2 separate regions of the Mus musculus genome follow, and region 1 is linked to region 2. Evidence: chromatin contacts called from public Hi-C data. All regions are on one chromosome and are shown on one strand. Each heading gives the region's core, a stretch centred on a gene start, on an enhancer-like site or on the middle of the called end of the contact. The rest is flanking DNA. Distances are from core to core; before and after follow the strand shown. Region 1 has its middle 77 kb from the start of Gm34468. Region 2 has its middle 89 kb from the start of Gm34145.

What was found. Hi-C and Micro-C count contacts between places; a contact is called where the count stands out from the background.
Region 1: a Hi-C map of the N1E-115 cell line shows a contact between it and region 2, with 3 times the contacts expected there. The contact joins two enhancer-like sites. A contact is called at or near these places in 2 of 484 Hi-C or Micro-C datasets (the N1E-115 cell line and nephron progenitors) and 1 of 9 other capture datasets (embryonic stem cells).

What each region holds. Positions count from the first base shown.
Region 1 is chr5:129,413,809-129,418,490 of GRCm38.p6, forward strand. No RefSeq gene overlaps it. Among named protein-coding and RNA genes, the nearest start is that of Gm34468, 77 kb to the right of the region's middle. Within about 2 kb of position 1,778, at least 76 of the 459 cell types and tissues checked have an H3K27ac peak or open chromatin away from gene starts, as enhancers often do. A contact at or near this core is called in the N1E-115 cell line, where this site is marked.
Region 2 is chr5:129,216,284-129,221,378 of GRCm38.p6, forward strand. No RefSeq gene overlaps it. Among named protein-coding and RNA genes, the nearest start is that of Gm34145, 89 kb to the right of the region's middle. Within about 2 kb of position 1,883, at least 26 of the 459 cell types and tissues checked have an H3K27ac peak or open chromatin away from gene starts, as enhancers often do. A contact at or near this core is called in the N1E-115 cell line, where this site is marked.

The sequences.
Region 1 (4,682 bases), core at 528-3,027, 200 kb after region 2:
TAGTAGCTGGTCTCACTTCTCCAAACCAGTTTCTGGTATATGTGGGTATAGCATTTGCCTCAGAAATAACATAGAAGCTGGTAACCACAATTGCCACCCAAATACTCTTCGGGTACAGTGACATCACTGCTAACTTTTACCTTCAAGTTAGATGTTTTAAAATGGGGTGCACTGGTTGGTTTTTATTGTCTTTGTGACACACCTAGAGTTACCTCCATTAGATAGGCTTATGGTCATGTCTATGAAAGAAGGTCCTGTTGGCGATTGATGTGGGGTAGCCTCGCCCACTGTGGGCAGCACTATCCCTAGGCAGAGGGGCCTTGGCTGTATAATATTTCTGCACTTGTTTATTTTTTAAATATGATGCTGGGTATCAAAACTAGAACCTCATAGTACCAGGCTGTATCACCACCCCAAGTTGGCAGATTTGGGTCAGGGAGAAGAATTTAAACAGATCCCTACCCAAATTTGAACTATTATTCATGAGCATGAAAAAAATGCATAAATGAACAAGACACTAAGCTCAGCATCAAATGACTAAATCGAGACAAATTGGCCTCAATCTTGTCATTGCTTACAAATAAATGGGCAGCTGAGATTTGCAGTTCTTGCTCCAGGCCAGAATAATCCCACCACAGTCACAGGTTCAATATGTATGGAGTTAGCTGTTTCTGGTTAGGTGTACACTTTCCTGAAGATCACTGTGTCTGTGTGTGTGTGTGTCTGTGTGTGTGTGTGTGTGTAGTAGGATGTTCTCTGGCCAAAATGGAGCATGCTGGGGCCATTCGAGGGGTGGGCAGTGAAGGTGATCGAGGTGATCGAGCAACTGGCTGCAGATACCCTCTGCTCAGGATCTGGTAGTTGCTTTGTATGAGGCAGAGCCTTGTACCTTGTAGTGCAGAGCCTCGTGAAGTATATAGCTATGACAGTAAAGGCACAGGACCCTGGAGGGACAATGAAGCAGTGGTACGGGGAGAGGCTGTCCTACAGACAACAAGAGGGAGTGAGTCCTACCACAGGGAAGGTACTTGGGGTCCTGAGGGCTGTGAGACTATGTCAATGATCTGTTTCGGGTGGAATGTGAACTGGAGGCCCTACATGTTTGCTCTCTGGTTCTCTAGGGTTTCTTCGACATTGGGGAAGTTTCCTGCAAACATCCAGCTGTGATGGACCCCAACACCCACAGCACCAATCCTTTATCCCTTCCAGAACAAACTCAAAAGTCAGACCAGGATGGCAGCCAGAGAATCCAGGGTGCCCACTGTTCCTAATCCGCTATACTCCCAACATGCCCCTGTGAAGAGCTGGGTATACACACACACTCCAGAGAGGTGCGCTAGAGAACAAGACATGGCCATCTGAGACACCAACCAGGGACAAAGAAACCCAGCCAAACCTCCCCATCCAGGGGGGCCTTGGGAAATAATCAAATTTCCAAAGCAACAGGAAGCTTAGATTTCTTTCTGTTCATCACCAAGGCGAGGCTGAGAGGTTTGGAGACAGACCTAGCCTCCAGTGTGAGCTAAATTCTAAGCCACATCCCAAGGGTGAACAGCCCCCTGCAGACTCCTGACTCTCACATCGTAAACAGTCTATACAGACTGGCGAGGGAAACACAGCCTAAGTTTGCTTTCATGTTTTATCGGAGTACAAAGAAGGAAGGACCCTGTGGAATGGCATGGGAATGCAAACCGAGCGCCTCTGGAATGAAACAGAAAGCAAACCGAACTCACACTGCAGTGTCCTTATAAGGCTTTCAAAAGCTCTGTCATATTCTTGGGAACTTTGAAGGCATGTGTGGGGGCAGGGCGCTGTGTCTAGGGAGGACCAGCGTTGGCCTCTCACTGCTTGCCTCGGCCTGACCTTGAGATTCAGGGCTAGCAAGCATAGACTCCTGGCTGAGTTACAGGATTTCTGCCCCACCACGGACTTGCAGACCCCCTCAGCAAAGCCTGGATGGAGACTTCTCAGATAGTTCAAGGAACCAGAGGAGTCTTAACCGAGCCCTGAGCTGATGGAGCCGATCTCAGCGTCTTCTCCAAAGGGAACCAGGAGAGAAGCAATCTAGGGAAGTAACTAAATCAAGAAAACGGCGCAAGCAGTAACGCAGGACAGGGAAAGACTGGGTTCCAGACATATTTTTAATTATTTAAATATTAAATATAACTCTAGTCCTCCCACGGGGTGAAAGGGCACTCCTGGGACCTCCACTCCAAATTCGTTCGGCTCTAGTTCTGCTTTCTGGGTGACTCCACTGACACAGATGATGTCCTTTGCCCTGTTTTGCCTTTTGGGATCCATTATAGGGGTGACAGGGACTTTCAGGTCTGCATAGCTGATTGCTGTATGTATGTTCTCTCAGACTATCCTCTGCAAAACTGCTTCAGAGAGAGGGAAGAAGGAACTCAGACCAGCTGTCAGCATCAAGTTCCTACACGGGTTAGGGATGCTCTTGTCACTACTGACTCTAACACAAGATTTTAACACTTGCTACAACATGAGGCAGGCGTGGGGACCAGATCAGACTAACATGGGTACCAGAAGATGGGAGGTTTGCCTGCCTTCTGGGTCTCTGACTTCTCTCTAGGCAAACAAAGCGTCAGCTGCCCATCTTCAGGGACTTTTATTTGGAATGCATCCTGAAAAACTAGGGATGATTTGTTTGAATCCTGAGAGTCTCAAAAAAAAAAAAAAAAAAAAAAGAGACCAGTGAGCTTCTTTTATACTTTGGCATGACCAGTGTGACCCAGCTAACAGAGAAGAATGGCCAAAAGATGGCACTGTCCTCCGGCTAGATCTGTTCTGCCGATGAGAAAGAAGATAGAGAGTTCCAGTGTCCAGACTTTCTGTCTCTCCTTCTCCTCCCCTACCACTCCTCCTCCCCCTCCTCCTCGACATTCTCCTCCTCCTCCTCTTCCCCCTTCTCTTCCCCCTCCCTCCCATTCTCCTTCTCCTCCTCCCCCTCCTCCTTCTTCTTCTCCTCCTCCTCCTCTTTCTCTCTCCCTCTCTCCCTCTGAATGTGTGTGCCCATATGCACATGATCATGTGTGCATAGGTACACATGTATATGTGTATATATGTGGACACAAATGGAAGTCAGGGATCAACTTGAAAATGCTGTTTCTCAGGATACCATCCATCCTGCTTTTGGAAATAGCTGAGTGGGCTAGGTAGACTGCCAAAGAACCCCAGGGATACCCGTCTCTGCCTTCCCAGTGTTGAGATCACAACTATGTGCCCCCATACCTGGCTCTTCTGTGTACATTCTGGGAGATCAGACTTGGGGCTCCATGCTTCTGTGCGAAGAATTTGATCAACCCACCCATCTCTCTCAGCCTGCTAGGCTTTCCTTGTAAGAAGCAACCCCGACCTCTGTAAAAACTAAATTCAAGCCCAATTCAGATGTCCTGCTCTCTGAGTCAATATGATTTACCAAATTACACACTTGTCATGCAGACAAAATTCTACAGGGGATGAAATGAAGTATGACCTGGGCTTACCATAACATGGGGACCTAAGTGCCATCCTGTTATGTGTGTCCCCTTCTCCTGTCCCAAATACAAATGCTCTGGGTCTGGCCTGCCATCTCTGGCCCAACCCTGAGTCAACCGTCCAAGCTTCAACTTTCTCTTTCTCTTTTCATTTGCTAAATTCTCCAGGAAGGAAGGAAGGAAGGAAAGAAAGAAGGAAGGGAGGGAGGGAGGGAGGGAGGGAGGGAGGGAGGGAGGGAGGGAAGGAGGGAGGACTCTGCTGACACTCTTTCTAGTTTCAAGGAGAGCAGATGTCTTCTGTGTCCATGACTGCAGTTAGAGTTGACATATGAAGATTGTTGGATCCCTGGGGTTTTTTTTCCCTCCTTTTGGCTGTGCCTATATTAAGATACTTCTGCTATTCAAGGCTATTAGAAACTTTGCAGTCTTGGCAAGGTCTCACTAGAATGTAAGATTATGCAGCTCTCGGGCTTGCCTGAGACGGAGGGAAAAACGATGAAAGAGTTTTTTAGAAGCTGAAGCATCAGGCCAGCAAGATGGCTCAGTGGGTAAAGGTGCTTGTTAAAGCCTGTGCTTACTTAGACACACACAACACACATACACACACACAACATACACAACACACACACACACAACACACACAGAGAGACACACACACAACACACACACACACACACCACACACAGAGAGACACACACACAACACACACACACAACACACACACACACATGCGTGCAAAAGGATATACACACATACATTCTTAAGGTCAGAATACTGCTATAAACCTAGACTCTAGTCCCCTGGGTTGTTTGGTTTGGTTTGGTTTGGTTTGGTTTGGTTTGGTTTGGTTTGGTTTTTCGAGACAGGGTTTCTCTGTGTAGCCCTAGCTGTCCTGGAACTCACTCTGTAGACCAGGCTGGCCTCGAATTCAGAAATCCTGCCTCTGTCTCCCAAGTGCTGGGATTAAAGACATGCACCACCACTGCCCGGCTAGTCCACTGTTAAAATCAACAAGGCTCTTGTCAGATATTGATGTGCTCTGGCAACATTCCAAAGCTGATTGGTGGCGAGATGGCTCAGCGGTTAAGAGCACTGGTTGCACTTCCAGAGAACCTGACCTCAATTCCCAGCAGCCACAGAGTGGCTCACAACAGGGAAAAACACCGAGACACATAAAATAAATGTTTGTTT
Region 2 (5,095 bases), core at 633-3,132:
ATTCACTAGTTCTACTGTGTTTACTCCTGATCCTTACCAATCATTCTTTGAAAATTTCATGTATATTTCATTCTTGCTTTGAAGACCCCTGGAGAAATTGACAAAGCTCCACAGTGGTGCTTGGCTCGCCACCAAAGGAGATTCTCTAGGATGGCGATGGGAAGGGGAGTCTCCCAGGAGAAGAAACCAGGAAATCAAGGCTCAGAGTGGGAACCCAGGGGAGGCAGCGGAGCTGCTGCAGGGAACAGGGTAGGGGATGGGGGTGGGCAGCGGTGTTGCCAGGAGATAGCCTTTTGCCTTTGTAGAGAGGGAGTAAAGATAATATCAGGTTTTATTGAGAGGTCTATGAAAGAGACTCTGGTTGTTTGATTTCTTTCTTTTTTTTTAAAGGCATTTTTCTGGACATAGGTTGCACACAAGGTTACATGCCAGAAGGGGCCTCAGGTATTCATTTAACCTCCGTCTGTCTGTGCTTAGAAAGCTAACGTCATCTCCAGTGCTTGAAAGCTGAGAGCTTTGGCCTAGAATTCCTATTCCTAATTTTCTTTGACATCGGGCCCTGTTCTCACTGGCCATCATTGAGAGATACAGAAGACCCCTATACACTTCGAAGGGGACCAGCTCCGTCAACGTCTGTCCACTGTACCCCAGAATCCCACATCTGAGGCACTCACTACATATAGACTCAAGTTCAGTGGTGAACCTCTGGAAGCTGTTAACCTTGGGAAGATTGAGCTTCTAGTAGGCTATGGTGGATGGAGAAGCACCCATGGGGTCATGGGACACCTTGTGTGGGGGAATGGAGTCAGGACAACCTCAGCTCCACTCCACTCCTGATGCTGTGGTTGGCAGAGTAACAGTCCCTTAGGTGTTCACTGGAATCCCCAGAACCTGAGCATGTCACCAGTCTGGGGAAAGATACTGTGGGACTGGATCCAAGAAGGAGCTTGGAGGACCCAGGGTGGGGCAGCATCAATCACCACATGACTCCATCTGGAAGGATAATTGCCAGGTAGACCGCCCCCAGTGAGCTAGAAGGAAGAAACAGCTTTGAGGACAGAGATGTAAGCTACAGGGAACACGGGACCCAGCAAGTTGGTAAAGCCTCAACTGGCAGCCATAGGGGAAGAGGGACCTCAGCGTTAAAGCCACAAGCACCCAATTCTCCTACACCCTGAGGGCTTCCCCTCAGATCTCCAGAGAGGCGAGCAACCCTGAGCTATGACCTATGTGTCCGATTTCTGACCCATAAAACAGGGAGAAACCTCTGAGCCGTGACGTGAGAGGTCATTTTTGAGGTCGGAGATGTGGGAGGCCGCGTTTCTGAACGCAGAGGAAAACTGCTCCGAGCTGGTAGCATTCATTGTCAGGGGCGGGGCTGACCTTGAGATTGACAAGAGTCAGGCAGGAGAAGGGCGTGTCCAGGAGGGACCAGCACAGCATTTTGCAGAGTCCTGACAGGCGCATCAGATGAGCAAGGGCCTCGTGAGGGAGTCGCCCCCCCACCAACCCCCTTGCAGGACCGATGCTGCCATTTGTAAACAAACTTGGTGGAGACCCAGCACAGAAAGCTCTTGGATCTGCTAGAGTGTTTTCGTTGCTAGAGTGTTTTTGGTTTTGGTTTTTTTTTTTTTTTCCCTGTTACGATTACCATGTTTTGTGCCTTTCCCATCCCGACTGTGAAAACCATACATCTGAAGATTGATTTTGTTAAGAAAACTGCTCTTTATGATCTGGGCTTTCACACATTCACAGGCGCTCCCGAGGGCCATTTATCCTCTCGCTGGCAGGGCTGAGCCACACACCATCACTTACAGAGCAGCGGGGAATTCCTCTTTGTCATCTCAGGTGCAGGAGTGAGTCCCAGAACATTGTCTGCATCCTGTGGGGAGAGGCACTGTCCTTTCTGGAGCCCATATGGATTTCATGATGACAGCCTGTGTCCAGGACAAGACTTAGCTGGGTGGAGCCTGGAACTTTGCTCCCCGCCCCCCCCCCCCCCCCCCCGTCCTCCCCCTCACCATTGGCTTCTATGACTGCACCAGGGCCAGACCTCTCTTGTGTGGAGTTTGAGCACAAGAACTGGGCTAAGTTCTGTGAATTAAACTCAGGTGGCAGAGATTCAGGGGAGGCAGAGGCAGTGAGATATGACAGGGTGACATCTGCTCCGCCAGAATCCCAGCTGGAGGCTAATTTGACTCCATCTAAAATATTTTGAATTCTATTTCCAGATAATTAATGCTTTCTCATCCGTGTGTCACATCTCAGCTGTGTCCCTTGGTGTCCAGCCTCACCACTGGCATCTCCTTTGCATCTCGGCGAGAAAGCCACAGTCCCCAACCCCATGTCTGGGAGGTGAAGCCACAGCAGCCGCCCTCCTGCCCCCCAGTGCCTGGGCCTTCCTAAGATAATAGTGAGCTGGGTTATAGGGGCAGGAGACAAAGGGGTAGTTCCTCCCATGGGGGAGGGGCAGGCCCAGCTGTAAGGGCGCTCTGAGGAACTGGAGTTCATTGCAGTAGCTACCCAGGCAAGGAGATGCTCTCCGTAACAGAGTGCAGTTTAACAAGGTTGAAAACAGAACGGAGGCTTTGGACTCCACGGTCCAGCTGGACCCGCTAGATTAGGATCACACTGCCAACACCCACAGACACAAGCCCATGTGGAGCACTGCCCAGGACAGACCTTTGTTTTTTGATTTGTTTCAAATGATTAACAACACAAGAGTTGACTGAAGCTAGTCACAGAGGGGAGGAAGAGAGCAGAGATAGACGAACACACTGAGCCATGCACTTTCAAGAGCTGTTAGAAAAAGAAGTCCTGAGGGAAAGACTTTTAGAATGAAATAAAGAAAAAAAAAAAAAGATACCAAACTTTCAGACCATGGGGGAAAGCAGCTCCGTCAGGGTAATATACTGCTGTGAGCATCAACGTTAAAAGAGAAAAGGGCAAATCTATGATCTGACTTCATACTCTAAAAATGAGCAAAATAAAAGCTAAAACTAGTGGGAGAAAGGGATTGGAGGGCACAGCAGAGATAAAACAAAACAAAACAAAACAAAAAATCAGCCAACTCAGCAAAACCAATACCCCCCCCACACACACACACCCACACACACACACACAAAGACAAAACCAAACAAAACAACCTTCCAAACAATTGGAGGCTGGACAGATGGCTTAGTGACTAAGTCTACACACTGCTCTTGAATAGGTTCTTAGCATGGGGGTTTGGGACCTCCCAAGAACATGTCACTCCAGCTCCAAGGGATCTGCTGCCCTCTTCTGGACTCCTTGAGTACCTGCACTCATATTCGCTCACACACAAGCACACAGATAATTTTTTTTGTTTTGTTTTGTTTTTCGAGACAGGGTTTCTCTGTATAGTCCCCTCCGCTCCCCCAAGGTGTTCTGTAGACCAGGCTGGCCTTGAACTCAGAAATCTGCCTGCCTTTGCCTCCCATGTGCTGGGATTAAAGGCGTGTGCCACCACTGCCCAGCTATAAATTTTTTTCTTAAAAGAAACTGCTAAGTCTCCCTCCCTCCCTTCTCCCTCCCTCCTTCCCTCCTTCCCTCCCTGCTTCTCACCCACCCTCCTCAGCAAAGTTCCAAGGAACAAGATCAACACAAACCCAGCTGTTTGTGCACAATCAGCAAAGAACCATCCAAAGAACAATTAGGAAACAATACTATTTGTTGCAGAAGCTAAAGGGGTAAAAACGGATACAAATGTATAACTCCCTAACCCAGCAGGAGAAAGATTTACACCCCGAAGGCTACAAACCTCTGGAAAACGTAGCAAATATGCGCTGAACTGTCCACTTTCAAATCATTCGCTTTCCATGGTTGTGAAGTTTTATCTTTAAAAAAAAAATGGAGAAATGGGAACAATAGTGGCTGACAGAGGGAACAAGGAAGCTGAAGTTTGAGCAATTTTAGTTTTCTGTCAGGTGTAAATTAAAAAGAGCCCAAAGTGAGCCGACTGCAGCCGCATGAGCCTGTCTCCTTCCTCAGGAAGGTGAGCCAGAGAAATGAGATATGAAGAGGCAAAGTGGCTGTGCAGACTGAACGCTAATAACCCGCAGGCGACGCGTGAAAGGCAGGATTTATGAAACCGGAATATCAATTTCCATGTTAAAAAAATAACAAATAACTCTCGCCGGTGCCTGTGATTATCCTAAAAATGGACGTTTAAATATTGGGTCTGAAATGATAAGAAAAGCAGGCTTAGGGAGAGGTGTGAATATTCACATCAATAATTACTGAGGCCAGAACTTTATTTCTGAGGGAGGGGGCGTGGTCTGATTAAAGTCCTAGAGCCTCACCACCAACAGTTCAGTGTACTCCCGACTCTTCACCCTTGACTGTCCATCAGCACGGGACAACAGGATTAACAATACTTAAGGTGCCTCTGCTCCGTGGGCCTGCACTGCGAACCACTGAAGGATGCTTCTATGTGACCTTCACTCTGTCCTCTGGGTACCAATATAAGCAATTTAGCAAGACTAAACTGAGGTGCCTAGAAGTAACTACTTCCACATGGTGGGGGCGGTGTTGTAGGATGGGTGTTCGGCTTCCGTGACTGTGACACCGAGGTCCATGCCCAATTGTACCGCTTCCATCTTCCCAGGTGTGCAGATCAGTGGGGAGGACTGGTTGGGAGAATACAGGATAGCGTGTGTGTTACCTATCTCAGGCAGACAAATATAGATACATGCCAGTCCCTGTCGGGCCTTCTCCTTCAGGTACTGGCATCCCCAGAGCATCTATGCTAGTGCAGGTACAGATCTATCTGGACCCAACGTCGTAAAAGTTAGTGCTGTTGCATGGCAGAGGGAATGCTGGCTATGCTGGCTGAGGGAGGCTCTTCATCCAGGCTGCTAACAGACACACACGCACACAACTGTGTAGCAATGTCTCAGCTTCAGTCTCATCCCTGAGACACGCCTTCTGGAGCTATATCTGTCTTGAAGAACCCTGTGAGAGCCAGTAGCTGGGATCTGTGACCTGTGTCTGGGAAGCTGGGTAGGAAGAATGGAGATCTTTGCTGGCTTGAATACGCTTGGACCAGGGAGTGGCACTATTAGGAGGTATGGCC